Linked DNA regions of Danio rerio: region 2 is linked to region 1. The links are chromatin contacts, called in public HiCAR-type maps. All regions are on one chromosome and are shown on one strand. The core of a region is the stretch at or near the end of the contact, and the rest is flanking DNA. Distances in the headings are between cores, read along the strand shown. Region 1 holds the start of csnk1g1 (casein kinase 1, gamma 1). Region 2 holds the start of zgc:153993.

What was found. HiCAR-type assays count read pairs that join an accessible place to other places.
Region 2: a contact with region 1 is called in a HiCAR-type map of caudal fin, with 7 times the contacts expected there. The contact joins the promoter of zgc:153993 here to the promoter of csnk1g1 in region 1. A contact is called at or near these places in 2 of 18 Hi-C or Micro-C datasets (caudal fin and hematopoietic stem cells) and 2 of 4 datasets of contacts at active chromatin or transcription factors (caudal fin and embryo).

What each region holds. Positions count from the first base shown.
Region 1 is chr7:69,167,836-69,175,188 of GRCz12tu, reverse strand. csnk1g1 (casein kinase 1, gamma 1) reads left to right here and starts at 2,629. Exons shown (of 12, transcript NM_001008635.1): 1 at 2,629-2,778.
Region 2 is chr7:69,428,845-69,436,197 of GRCz12tu, reverse strand. It overlaps zgc:153993, which reads right to left and starts at 4,873. Exons shown (of 6, transcript NM_001076585.1): 1 at 4,638-4,873. The coding sequence starts at 4,704. It also overlaps a transcript of ano1a not described here.

The sequences.
Region 1 (7,353 bases), core at 1,380-3,879:
TAACCTTTGGCACTGCAAGTTTTAAATAAACGTTGTCATTACATGTGTTGCTTTATTTAAAATTCAAAACAAACCAGCAGGGGGTGCTACACACAACAATATAATTCTGTAGAGCAGCTTGTGTTAATCACCAATAAAAGTCTGTTAAATCTTGGTCTCTTCATTTACTTATTATGTTAATTTGTTTAATCGATAAATACAGCAAAACAGTGCTGCTCACAACAAGAGAAAAGTTGCTTAGAAAAGCTTCCATTCTTTAAATGTTACGTTAATTAAAACAATTTAATAATAATTAATTGTACTTGAGTAAAGACAAGATATCCTAATTAAATGCCCTGCATTAAATAAAAATGGCAAATGATTTGATAAAGCCTCCATTTACAATATGTACAAACTTGTACAAACACTTCTGCTTTAATGTTTCAGCTAACATTAGTTTAAATGCAGTGTCAAAATATAGATGAGATAATGTCATTTTGTCAATTCATTCATTAATTCATTTTCGTTTTTCAGCTTAGTTCCCTTAATAATCTTGGGTCGCCACAGTGGAATGAACCGCCAACTTATCCAGTGTGTGTTTTAGGCAATGGATGCCCTTCCAGCTGCAACCCATCTCTAGGAAACATAAACATTCATTTACACTCGTACACTACGGACAACTTAGCCTACCCAATTCACCTGTACCGTATGTTTTTGAACTGTGGGGGAAACCGGAACACCCGGAAGAACGCTGGGAGAACATGCAAACTCCACACAGAAACGCCAACTGACCCAGCCGAGGCTCAAACCAGCAACCTTGTTGCTGTGAGGCGACAGCACTACCTACTGCGTCACTGCGTCGCCCATTTTTTCAACTAGTGTAACAGAAATACCCTATTAATGTAAAAAAGATTACTAAATTAATTTAAGAAGATAGTGGTAATTTTTACGAGTGAACATGCTGTTTCTTTATTTGTCCTGAAAACAGTGTTTATTTACTACCCTACGGGGGAAAAAAAGCTTAAACAAGGCTGGTTGGCTGGTTTTAGCTGGTCAGGCTGGAAAATGATCAGCTAAAACCAGCTTGACTAGCCTGGCTAGGTTTTAGCTGGTCATTTCCTAGTCTGACCATCTATAGATCAGGCTGGAAATGGCTGGATACCAGCCTGGAAATGGCCAAACGCACTCTAAAACCAGGCTGGTCAACCAGCTTAAACCAGTCTAAGTTAGCTACTTTTTTTTCAGCAGGTCATATAATATGTTTTTATTTTGGATTATTTTCCATGCAGGTCCTAAATCAGAATGGCTAAAAAACAAATGATGGTTTATTTAAACGTTATGAGTTAGGCTATATTGTGATTTGTCATGAAGGTTTGCCTCAAGTTACATTCTTTCAGACAATTGCAGAAATTATATTATCAAATTTCATTTGAGCTCTTAAAGCAGTGATTCATAATGAAAATTCTGTCATCATTTAGGCCTACTTGCCCTTCACTTCCTTCAAATATGTTTGTTTCTTCTGTTCAACAGAAAGAAAAAAAAAGATATTTTGAGGGAAAAAACATTGACTTCAGTATGGATATCAATGGTTACAGATTTTCAGCTTTCCCCAAAATGTATTAGTTTGTGTTCAAACAACAGGTTTGAAGCCACATGAGGGTAATTAAAAACAGATTATTTTCATTTTAGGTTGAATTAATGTTATCCTTAGTTGGAGTAAATGGCTAACTTGTGGGTTTTCATCCTGTTAGCATATTATTGACATTGTGTGAATAAATAAAAACTGCTTTATATATTGAAGCAAAAATATTAGTAGTGTATAATTAGTATGTATGTCCAACAATCCGGTATACCATATAAACACAAAAGAAGAAATTTTGAGAAAACTTGTAAACATATGTTTATATATTTAATGTATGTCAATGGTTACAGGTTTTAAGCTTTCCTCAAAATTTATTCGTTTGTGTTCAGTAGATGAAAGAAACATAAAGGTATGGAACCACATGAGGGTGATTAAAAGTAATTACATTTTTGTTTTACGTTATCGTAGCTTAAATGGCGAACTTGTAGTTTTTTTAAATTAATTTTTTTTGACATAAATAAAAACCTTTTTTTTATTTAAAACAGCACAAATACTTCAGCATATGTCCAACAATCCGGTTTACCATTTTGTATAAACACAAAAGAAGATATTTTGAGGAAAGAAACTTATGTAAACATATGTAACACTATGTATCTCAATGGTTACAGGGTTTCAGCTTTCCTCAAAATTTGTTTGTGTTCAATAGATGAAAGAAACATTAAGGTTTGGAACATTATAAGTGTAATTAAAAGTGATTAAATTTTTATTTTACGTTATCGTTAGTTGAATGCTAACTTGTAGGTTTTCATCCTGTTAGCATATTTTTTACATTGCGTAAATAAATAAATAAATAAATACTGTTTTATTTAATACAGCACAAATACTTCAGCATATGTCCAACAACCCGGTATACCGTTTTATATAAATACTTTCACAAATGTCATACCAGCTGTAAAGGTTACAGCGTTCAAAATGCGTAACCCCAGTATAGTACAGGGACTTTTGTTTTGAAATCTCCTTAGAGTCCGAGAGCGGAAGTCATTGGCGACAGCGAAAGGTTCACGTTACTTGCAGGAACACTAAAGAAAGGAGGAAAAGCGGGTAGCGGGATATCACCACTGAATTTATTGAGAAAAGGTGTCACACAATCTCCAGACGCTGGTATCTCAGTATTCATCCTCCCCCCCTCGAAGCCCCCGGCGAAGTTCATCGTGGAAGTGAGTGAAAGAAATAAGGCTGCTATAGCTAACGAGCTAAAGGTGTTTGTCAGGGCTGTTAGCTCCAGTACTTGTAGACGGCTAATCCTGCTCGTAATTAATGCTAGTCTTGACTGATCGATTGAGGCTGTGATCTGGGGTCAGTGTTTGAACAATAACTGCGCATCACGACTTGCCCTGTGGCTCGTGTTCGCGACAGAAAACGGAGAACTTCACGTCTCTGTCCGCTGTTTGGATGTGATATCCATCGATAACCGGCTAGCTCGATCGATTATCAAGAAAGCAGTTTGATATATTGGTGCTATAGACAGCTGGCAGGTGGTTTGTGAAATATCGTCTTCCTCCTTCCTGTTCAGGGATGAAAAAAACATTGAACATTCTGGCCCGCAGGAGGAAAGCTCATTCAATGTCGTGAGGAGGCATTATTTATTTATTTATTTAGTGTGTTTTTTTATTTACGTTTATGTCCTTGTTTTTAATATACAGGAGTAGGGGTTGTTTAATGTTTAAACAGGCTTTAATTCACAATATCTTGGTTTTAATGTTGTTTAATGTTTCCTATTATTTAAAAATGCTTTTGTCTGGGGGTCAATCACAGACACATCTGAGGTCTGAAAGATTTCAAGGGCTTGTTCACTTATACATTCAAATTTGATCAGGTTTGATTGTTCTGTCGAGCACAGGGATCTGAATAACATCCTTGGCATTCACTCGTCATTGCATTTATTTGTGGTTGTAATCTGTTTGGGTTTTTGCTGAAAAAAAGGCATGCACATTGGCTTAACATGAGGTTGAGATAAGTATGTAGGCTAATATTTATTTTCCAGGCTTCTTTTTTTTTTTTTTTTTTTTTTTTAAGCGTTTGCTTAAATGTAAGTGTCCATGTAACTACTCGTTACATTTGATTTGTAGGCCCTGAATTATGAACATGTAATGCGTTGGTGATTCTTTATCAATTAAACGTGTTAGATTTTATTAATTGCCTCACTAAAAATTTACATTTGGCTTGTAACAGGTGGTTCCTGTAGTTTGACTTTATTCATGACTTTTATGAAAATTTTCAGTATTTGGGAAAAAATATGTAGAGGAACAATATTGTTGGAATCACTGTCAATTTGTTTTCGGGGAATTAACAGATGTGCAACGCTGATAAAATATGTAAATTCATATATTTTTTTAAATCAATAATGAATGTTACGGCATGTTGGTGAGTGATTCTATGCATGTACCTTGGCTTCTTTAGTCATAAACAATCATAAAGAAATATTAATTAACCACCAGTTGTGATATGTGTGTGTATATATATATATATATATATATATATATATATATATATATATATATATATATATATATATATATATATATATTAAGGGTGTCACGATCCTCCAAATCCTTGATTCGATTACATTTTCGATTCTAAAGGCACGATTCGATTCGATTTTTGATTATGAATAATTAATTAATTAATTAAAGACAAATTAATTATTTGTAGCCTACCGTTTAAACTACCTGACCTGGATGGTCTTTGTTTTACCCATAAACAAATTATACAGTAAATTAATAAAGGCAAGATACACACATAATTACCATCTGTCAATCACTTTTTCTGTGGGACTAGGCAGGGATCTGTGTCGTTATAATGGCGGCGGTAAAAAAGACGCACAACCAACACGAACCAGCCAACAGTATCTGAGGTGTTTGCTAAAATGACTAAGTACAAGTGAGTGAAAGATTGAAGCAGTCCTCTGCCTGGACCTGCTGTCTCGAGCGCATGGCTGTGTATGTGTCTGTGTGGTCACGTGATGTGCATTTTCCGCGAGCGGATTTGCAACGGGGGAGGGCGGAGGATCGCGATGCCGGTGTTGTCTATCGGACGAACCTTACGTAATACGTACATAGCAGAGCTTGCAAAACTGTTTTTTTTGTCGACTACACGAACGTTGTCAACAACTCACTGGAAATCCAAAATGCTTACACACCAGCGACTTCATTGAAAGAGGAGAGGGTTTAAGTTCTGTCGACGGGTCTCCTGCTTCTGCAGTTTAACAAGCACTTCCACAAGCCTGTTTTTTTCCCACTTGGCAAGCCAAGCTGACGTGACATGGGGGCATGGCAGCATCGACGATTCTATTTTTTGATTCGATAATCGAAATTGAGCATAAATTTCAATCGATTTCGATTAAAAATCTTAATCGTGACACCCCTAATATATATATATATATATATATATATATATATATATATATATATATACATACATACATCCATACAAGTAGCAGTGCGATATGGCTGTATATATTCCATAGCCTTTATCTGTCACTTTAAGCTGTATAGAAGTGTCTTAAAAAATATCTAGTAAAATATTATTTACTGTCATCATGGCAAATGTAAAATAATTAGAAATGAGTTATTCAAACTATTATGTTTAGAAATGTGTTGAAAAAATCTGCTCTCCATTAAACAGAAATTGGGGAAAAAATTAAACAGGGTGGCGAATAATTCAGGGGGCTAATAATTCTGACTTCAACTGATAATATTTTAAATCTTATTTTAAGTAATCAAAAAAGCTGTCAAGGTGCAAACATTTAGTCTTTAAAACACTATGAATAAGTGAAAAATAAGTGAAAATTTTCTCACTCTGATTGGCTGTTGTCATTTCCCGCCATTAGAATTTATTTTCAGCTCTGGGTTCAACTTTGGGCCGCCCCAGCCAATAGCAGAACTACAACTACTGAGTAGATGTGGATAATGATAGAAAAGCCCCATCTGATTGGTCAAATTTAGATAAATAACCAATGCAGACATATGTAATTTATCACAAATGTCTGTGATATGTATGTTGCATATAATATTATAACATTAATTTTGTGATATTTTGTATAACCCTAGTTATAATTATCACTCTTATTGGAAACAGGTCTTAAATGAGAACGCGTGTTTCAAAATTTTCGGTTTTGTCCTGAGATCGAGGGATTCACCCTCGGCCATTGGTTTCGAATGTTAATATTGAAGGTTTTCTCGGTTGACTGATCAGCTCCTCCACAGCACAGAGCATGCTGTCTTACTCAGGGGTTCAGGGAAGCGTTTCCTCATTGCTTGTGTCACAATAGGAATCCCTCCCTGATGCCCGGCTTCCTCCTGAGCTAATCTCTTTTCAAAAGGTTAATGATTTGAGATGAGTCTTCTAATGGATACACCATATTGCATTAGTGCTGCATCACCGATAATCACAAATAAGGATGCCTTGAGCATTACAAATACATCAAAATGTATGCACACGTGTGGGCTTATATTTTAGTCTCCAGTCGCTGTCGTTTTCGAAAGATGACACGAGGAATTATGGCTGCATTATACATCATTTTGGTATTAATTTTGAAGGGTTGAATATCATTTGGGGTTATTTCGAAACCACCTCATATTCACTGATTATAAGTTCAGTATTTATTACACAACGGTAGGGTTGTAACAATATACCGGTATGACGGTCTACCACGATTTGAACGTGCACGATTATCATACCATGAACAATTGCATATCAACGGTTTTAACCCTTAAAGACCGAGACAGCCGCCCGCGGCTAAAAATAAGTATTGCTCTTAAATGTTTAATAACTTTTGATCCGCTGATCCGATTCATACAATTCAAAGATTGGCATAAAGGAGAATCTCAGCTTTCCAGTGCTACATAACATTCGCGGACTTTCATAGGCTCCGGAATCAGTGCGGTTACGTCATCAAAATTTGACAACGCTGATTTGACAAAGAAACGCTCGTCACTGTGTCTCCGGACAAACCAGACATGATACATTGATGCATTGTCCCTCCTCCATGCCCAGATTGGTTCAAACCCACTATATCACAACCAATAAGCATAGGTTTCGCTTTTGTTTGTGGACCAACAATGAGCTTTTTGAACAACACGGAATGATAGATAGGCATACATTTATGCGCGGCTAAATAAAACGCAAAAAAAAAAAGTTTTGCATGAAATAATTCTCATACTAAGTACTTTTGCATGCACAGCAGCACAGAAACATGACAAAACAGTGACACAGCAAAGACGAACTGCTGCTCTTGCTGTTTTCAAAAGACGCAAATGAAGGTGCAGCTGTTTGTCTGCATTGCAGACAACCATATCCACAGACAACCATATCCATGCTGGCACATAAAACCTAAGGATGTTCCATATTGAATCTAGTTTCGTTATGTAACTATTTATAGTATAGTAAATATTTATAACTATTTTTTTTACTGAGGATTTGCACCATGTTTATTTGAACTTTATTTGGACTTTGACACATTATTTATTATTTTCTTATTTTTTTATTTGTTCATTGTAAGTGGTGTTGTTTATAGTAACTGAAAACATATTATTTGGAAAAAGTCAAATTTGCTTCACTGTTCTATTTTTTTGTAACATTTGTAACATACCATATACCGCAAAACCGTCAAACCGTGGTATTGTTTTAGACGATTATCATACTGTAAAAAATTCATACCGTTACAACCCTACACAACGGTCTCTTCTTTACATTGAGGTTATAACACATTTAGCTCTGCTTTCTGCTCTGGT
Region 2 (7,353 bases), core at 3,624-6,123, 260 kb before region 1:
CAATGTTGGGTCCAGTTATTTTTAAAAGTTATTTATATTACAATCTTAATTTTTTTTCCTTTAAAAAATAGCGCAAATATATCATAACATTTACTTGCCTATGTTTCCTATGTTCATAACACATATGCATGTTGAACAATGAACTTCATAACTAGTGTTGGGTAAAGTTACTTTTAAAAGTAATATATTACAATCTTAAATCTTTATCTTAAAAAAGATAGCATATATACAGTTGAAGTAAGAATTATTAGCCCCCCTTTGAATTTTTTTGTTTCTTTTTTTTTTTTATATTTCACAAAAGATGTTTAACAGATTCAGGAAATTTTCGCAGTATGTTTGATAAATTTTTTTCTTCTGGAGAAAGTCTTATTTGTTTCATTTTGACTACACTAAAAGCAGTTTTTAATTTTTTAAACACCATTTTATGGTCAAAATTATTAGCCCCTTTAGGCAATTTTTTTTTAGTCTACAGAACAAACCATTGTTATACAATAAGTTGCCTAATTACCCTAACCTGCCTAGTTAAGCTAATTAACCTAGTTAAGCCTTAAAATGTCACTTTAAGCTGTATAGAAGTGTCTTAAAAATATCTAGTCAAATATTATTTACTGTCATCATTGCAAAGATAAAATAAATGAGTTATTATAGATGAGTTATTAAAACTATTGTTTGGAAATGTGTTGAAAAAATATTCTCTCTGTTGACTAGAAATTGGGGAAATAAATAAATAGGAGGCTAATAATTAAGGGGGCTAATAATAATAATGACTATAAAACATTATAAACATATACTTGCATATGCATTACTTTCCTTGAAAAGAAACTAAGGAACACATTTAATATATTACTTTTAAAAGTACACTGTTCATAACATAAGCATTTTAAAACAGGATGAGGTCAAAGTACAGGAAGCAATCTTTGTATTCCTGGGTGTGATAATGGGGTGAGATGGCACTATAACTGCGGTGAACAGTGACCTCTATTGGGAAGAACTTCCTGTTTTGATACAGGCTGCTTTACAAGATAGGTAGAGGCATTGGCTTATGTGAAAGTTTGCGGTGTAACCAACTTTATTTGGCCCGGTTTTCTGTTCTCAAATTTTGAAATATATCAAAATTTAATACATACAGTACATAAATTGACAAATAGTGTGCGTTTATGTGTGAATATGTGCATAAATTTAAAACATGCTGTGATTTAGACCTTTTTCTTTTTAAGTGATGTTTGCAGACATGTTTAAATTCATTTTTAGACAGCACAACTAACACAATGTTTTAACTTCAGATTAGTCCATTTATTCATCAGAAGTCGCCACAGTGGAATGAACCGCCAACTTATCCAGCATATATTTTACACAGCGGATGCCATTTAAGCTGAAACCCAGTACTGGTTTGGTTGTTTTTCAGGCAAACAGACATTTTCTGGAGGATTAAAATTACCTAAACAACAACATTTGTACTGTGAAATGCTATTAGACCTTTAAATAATAAAGAAAATGTTAATATTTCACTCACACCCATACATAACAATTTCGGTAAAGCATGATTAATGTAATTCATGACTGAATAAACACATTTTCAACAACATTTTATATATTTTGAAGGTATTATTTTTAAACTAATTCCAAAATAACTGGGTATTTTATTGTCACACTTTGCAATTTATTGCCTAAAATGTCTTACATTGCTAGTTATTTTTAAAAATGCTTTTAAATAAAATGTTCACCTAAAATACCAAATTAAAAGCTAAAATAAACAAATGTAAATATTTTTCTCACATCCATACACTGTAAAAAATATATGATCAATTAGTCCAGACAGCATTTGTTTCAGGTCATTGTAACTTGTTAAACTAAGTTAATCATGTTCTATGTTAATTTCATAAGTTATGCAAGCTGTCAGTTTAACATAAATAAAAGTTCAATAGACTCATAAGGTTCATTTGATTCAGCTTAAAAATTTGAGGCAACTAGGATTTTTTTTACAGTGCACCGAAGAAATTCAGTAAAGCATGATAATTGTATTCTGTGACTGATTAAACACATCTTTAGACACATTTTATATATTTTGATGGTTTTATTTATAAACTAATTACAATAAAACTAGGTATTTTATGGTCACAATTTACTTTTTACTCCCTGAAATGTCTTACATTAGTAATTATTGAATTGCTTTAAAATAAAGTTCACCTAAAATACAAATTAAAAGAAACAAAGGTTAATATTTCACTCACACTCATACCTAACAAATTCAGTAAAGCACGACTGACGTAATTCGTGAATGAATAAACACATTTTTAACAACATGTCATATATTTTGAAGGTATTATTTTTAAACTAATTACAAAAAACTGGGTATTTTATTGTCACACTTTAATGTTTATCCCCTAAAATGTCTTACATTGCAAATTATTGAATTGATTTAAAATATCGACCTAAAATACAAAATTAAAATTTGTTGCCCTCTACCGGCAGTATATGCAATTTGAGATGGTACTAAAAAGACAGAAAAGGCCACACAGTGAAAAAAAATCCTGGTTGCCCTAAATTTTTAAGCTGAATCACAGGCCTGTAGCCAGCCTATTAAAAAAGGTTGCACTTTTTTTCGCTGAAAAAAACCATCTGCAGTTATTCGAGGTTCAAATACTGCATTTTATTGATTTATTTATTTAATTATATTTAAAAATAATGCAATATTTACAAAGGCTCTGAGCCTAGCTAGGCTGGTCAAGCTGGTTTTAGCTGATCAGACTGACCATGCTAGAAATGGCTGGGAATCAGCCTGGAAATAGCCAAAACCCCTCTAAAACCAGGCTGGTCGACCAGCTAAAACCAGCCAACCCGTCTAGACTGGTTTAAGCTGTTTTTTTTTCAGTAGGGATAGAGGCCAAATTCTGGACTTTGTTAGAAGGGGGGGGTCTTTCGAACCACCCGATCCCTATTAAACTGAATTAAAACAGCTTGCATAACTTATAAAATTAAGTTGGAACATGGTTAACTTAGTTTAATAAGTTACAATGAACTAAAACATATGCTGTCATAACTACTTGATCGTGTCTTTTTGTACAGTGCGTACATTGCCAAATTTCCCACAGCTATTTTCATCAGTGTTGCCAACTTAGCTATTTTGTTGCTAGATTTAGCAACTTTTCATACTACCCTAGCAATGTTTTTTTTAAACAGCACATAGCAACAAATTTAGCCATTTTTAACATTCATTTGGCTACTTTTAGCGATTTTTAAAAAATGACTCAAAAAATGAGCTTAAATTGTTTTTCATAAGTGTTAATTTCCTGATATCTGTTAACATGTATGATTGTGGGTAATTTAGCAAGCAATAATTTCCAATAGTGCTATAATTGTTGTCACTTTCACAAATGTGTTAATTTCACAAGTTAAAAATAAGTACACAAGCTGTGATTGTTTAAAAGAATGTAACTGTTCATTATCAGTGTTATATTTAAAAATAATTAAAATAAAAAAAATTTGTATTACTTTTATTTATATATAACTATATATTTCATACAAATCTAAAGGGACATATTTCCAATAATGTTTTTGCTGAGATGGCCAGTCAGTTTGAGAAAACTTTTCTTGTATATTACATAAAGAGGTAGTTTTAAGTTGCGATTACGCAACCGTCATCACGCAAAATAATGTGTTAATAGGAACCTATTTATTGTGCATCTAGATGTAAAGCTTTAATATAATATAATACACACCGCCTCAGAGAGTAGAGACATGATGGTCTTACGCTTGACAGATACTACGTAATGACGTTTTTTTTTTTTTTTTTTCGAATTTTGCATATTAATTTTTTTCTTTTTTTTAATTAAAGAATGCAAATATACAACCACAATCAGGAGATCGATATAAGAGACATACAAAGGAGAAAAATACAAATTACATTAGTTGCAGAAAAAGAAAAAAAAGAGATTAACAAAACAAAGGAAGGGGTGAATAAATTACAATTGTATAAAAGTGTATGAAATTAAATTAAGAGCATTGGGAAAGCGTTCTACCTTAAATCAAGGCAACAGTTCTTCATATAGAACCAGGAATCTGACACATTTTTTTTGTTTTTACATATATGGAAAGATTTCAGCAGTGAGTCAACTTCAATCAGAAAATGTAAAAAAGTAGGGACTGAACACTGAAGCCATGCATTTTTGTTTATGTATTAATAAACTATATAAAAAAGATAAATTCTTTAGATTTATGTGAAGATTCTGAGTAATACTACGTAATGACGTCACTAATATGCAAGTTAGTGTGTGACGTCATCTGGTAACATTTAGCTACTTTTTGGGCAGGCTTGAGCTACTTTTCAATGGAAATAGTTGGCAACACTGATTTTCATTACAAAAAGCATACGCCCATGATACGTCAGAGTCAAATAGGCTATGACAACACAATCATATAACAAAAGACAAGAAGAGGATTAACACACACTTAATAACGAGACACTTCTAACATAAACTCATATATAGCTGTAAATAGCCATATAGGCCTACTATCAAAAGTATGTCGCTCATTCTAGCATTCAAAGGCCCGGCGAAGTGAGGAAGTCTTGGACACCGTGGTGGACTTCACGTCACGTCAGAGAGAGCCCGCGCAATGTAGCTCGAACTTAAACTTACCTTCACCACCTGTAGCTCCCTTTAACTCATTTTCGTCTGTCGTCTCTCCATTCTTCCCATCTGCCATGGTTTAATTCAGTGCTAATACCGGTATGATAGCTTGCTAACTAAGTTAGCCAGAGCAGCCTAACTATCTCTGAATCTGCTAAATCCACAGTTTCCAACGCAATACAACATAATATAGTCACGTTATTGACTCTTGTAGTTATAGCTCCTTTACAGAAGCACCGTTAGACCGATACAACTCTTACACTGAAGTACCCAGTCGTGGAGAAGTTTTAGGAGCAATCCATAGGAACGTACGCGTCCGGGGAAATAACGCGGAAATGGAGATGACTGACGGCCGCTGTGCGCAGAATCGTGCCAAAAATGCCTCACAGCACCAGCATGAGTCCGTTATTTCAGACACCAAACACACGTTTAATCATGGGTCCTTCTTCATTTTATAAAATTTATTTTAGTGCTTAGTAAATACGAAGCAGCAAGATGTAAAACAACAACTAGACAAACACGCACTCATGCATAATAGACGAAATGTGCTTAAATATGCATGGGAATGTCACGTACTGTAAATAAGAAAGAGAGGTTATTTAATACTATCAATGATAATACTAAAATAATGCTAGTTTCACAAACACGAAGTGTGTAATTATTTATTTATTAATAGTTTTCGTTCATTTGAATTCTTTGGAATGCTATTTATTTTATATTGTTTCCCTTCATTCATGTACTGGACAGGGGATATATTTGCAGTAATACTTCTTAATATTCATATATAATTTCATAGCGTCCTCAAGTAAGATGATTTTATGCATTAATCTCATTATGTAACGTACAAAATTCACCACAAGATGTCACTATCAGACAGCAACACAATTCTGCTGGCGAACAACGACAAGTGGTACTCACTGCTGCACTGCTGAGTCACATGGGCAGAGCTGAGCTCCATATATATATATATATATATATATATATATATATATATATATATATATATATATATATATATATATATATATATATATATATATATATATATATATATAAAGTTTTATAAAAAAAAAATCATGATTTTTTATTATTATTCTGTTCACCAAGGTGGCATTTACTAAATGTAAAAAATTGTTAAATATTCATTTACAAAATAATATCGGCTTACTTATTGTATGTTGTTTCATATGAAATGATTACTCCAGTCATTATTGCTTTTATTACTATTACCATTATTATTATTATTATTATTATTATTATTATTATTAATAATAAATATAATAATATTAGAGTGATTTCTGAATGATCATACGTCTGAAGAATGGAGTAATGACGCTGAATATTCATCTTTAAAATCACTGGAATAAATGATTAAATTAAATGATAAACTACTCATAAACAGTTATTTTATAGTGCAATAGCACAATCTTACTATTTGTACTGTATTTTTGATTAAATTAATGCAGCTTTATTGAGCAGGATAAGCTTATCTTTAAACATTTAAAAATCCTACTGAGCCCAGATCTTTGAACGGTATTGTATATATTATTAGTTCAATGCCACAAGAACAAGATGTATTACATATTTAAATAGTTTTCTGAAAGAAAACATATTTAAAAAAAAAAGATATTTACATGAAATTAAATGTTTTCAGAGCATTACATGTTTTCAGGGCTTTTTTGTTTTGTGAACATTAACGAATTAGAAATTAATGCAGACTTTTGTAGTTACAAAAATATGTCAACGTGTAAAATAAATTTAGTGAAACCCAATTATATATTATGACTTAAGATTCCTCATTTTATTGGTCTTACCATCTATAAAAATATTAGTAGGCCACTATAGTGTTTTTGAACCATAGGCTACAGTAAAGTCTATTATACTGTTTAGCATACTGTAGTTTTAACTATCATAAACTGAAGAAAAAATGATAAAAACTACAGTTATACAGTAAATTGTGATGTATTGTAGTAAAAACCGAAGCCTATACAGTATTTGTTTATGTCGGTTGTAGCTATTGGGCTATATTGCAATATTTTATTTATTTATTTATTTATTTATTTTTTTACAGAATCTTGAAAAGATGTCAATAACTTTATTGCTGACAATCCTTATCGTAAAATCTTATTGAAACTGTCATTTTTTTGGCAAGAACTTTTATTTAAATGATGCTGGGTTCCACACAATTCCTTTATGTTTAGTTAACTTAATTGTTTTTACATATATTTAAGGGGATTGAACGTAAAATAATTAAGTTGTTCGCAAAAAACGAAAGAACTCAACTCATTTTAAATTAGTAGTTTGACCAAGCAGCAAATGTCATTCTTTGAGTGCAATTTCATCATAAATGTTATTTGTTTTTTACGTTATTTTTATGTTTTACATTTTACATTCACAACTGCAAATATAAATCTGTACATGAAAAATAAAATTCAAATGTGTGGAAACCCAGCAGTAACAATACTCTTCTTCACAACATGTCAACATTCCCGTTTTATATTATTTCCATTTTTTACTGGGAACTCCCATGAATTGTATGGCCCTATTCAGTTCATATAAGTAATTAACTTTTTTTTTCAAAGGTTGTTGTGTTGACAGATCTTGTATCCCCCAGTAACACAAGCAAATTTCAAACCATTTGTGAACTCAACCTGGCAACCTAAAAACCAGTTGTGCTGTTGAGTTCTGCGCAGGTACTACTGTATAGTAGACACAGCAGGTTGAA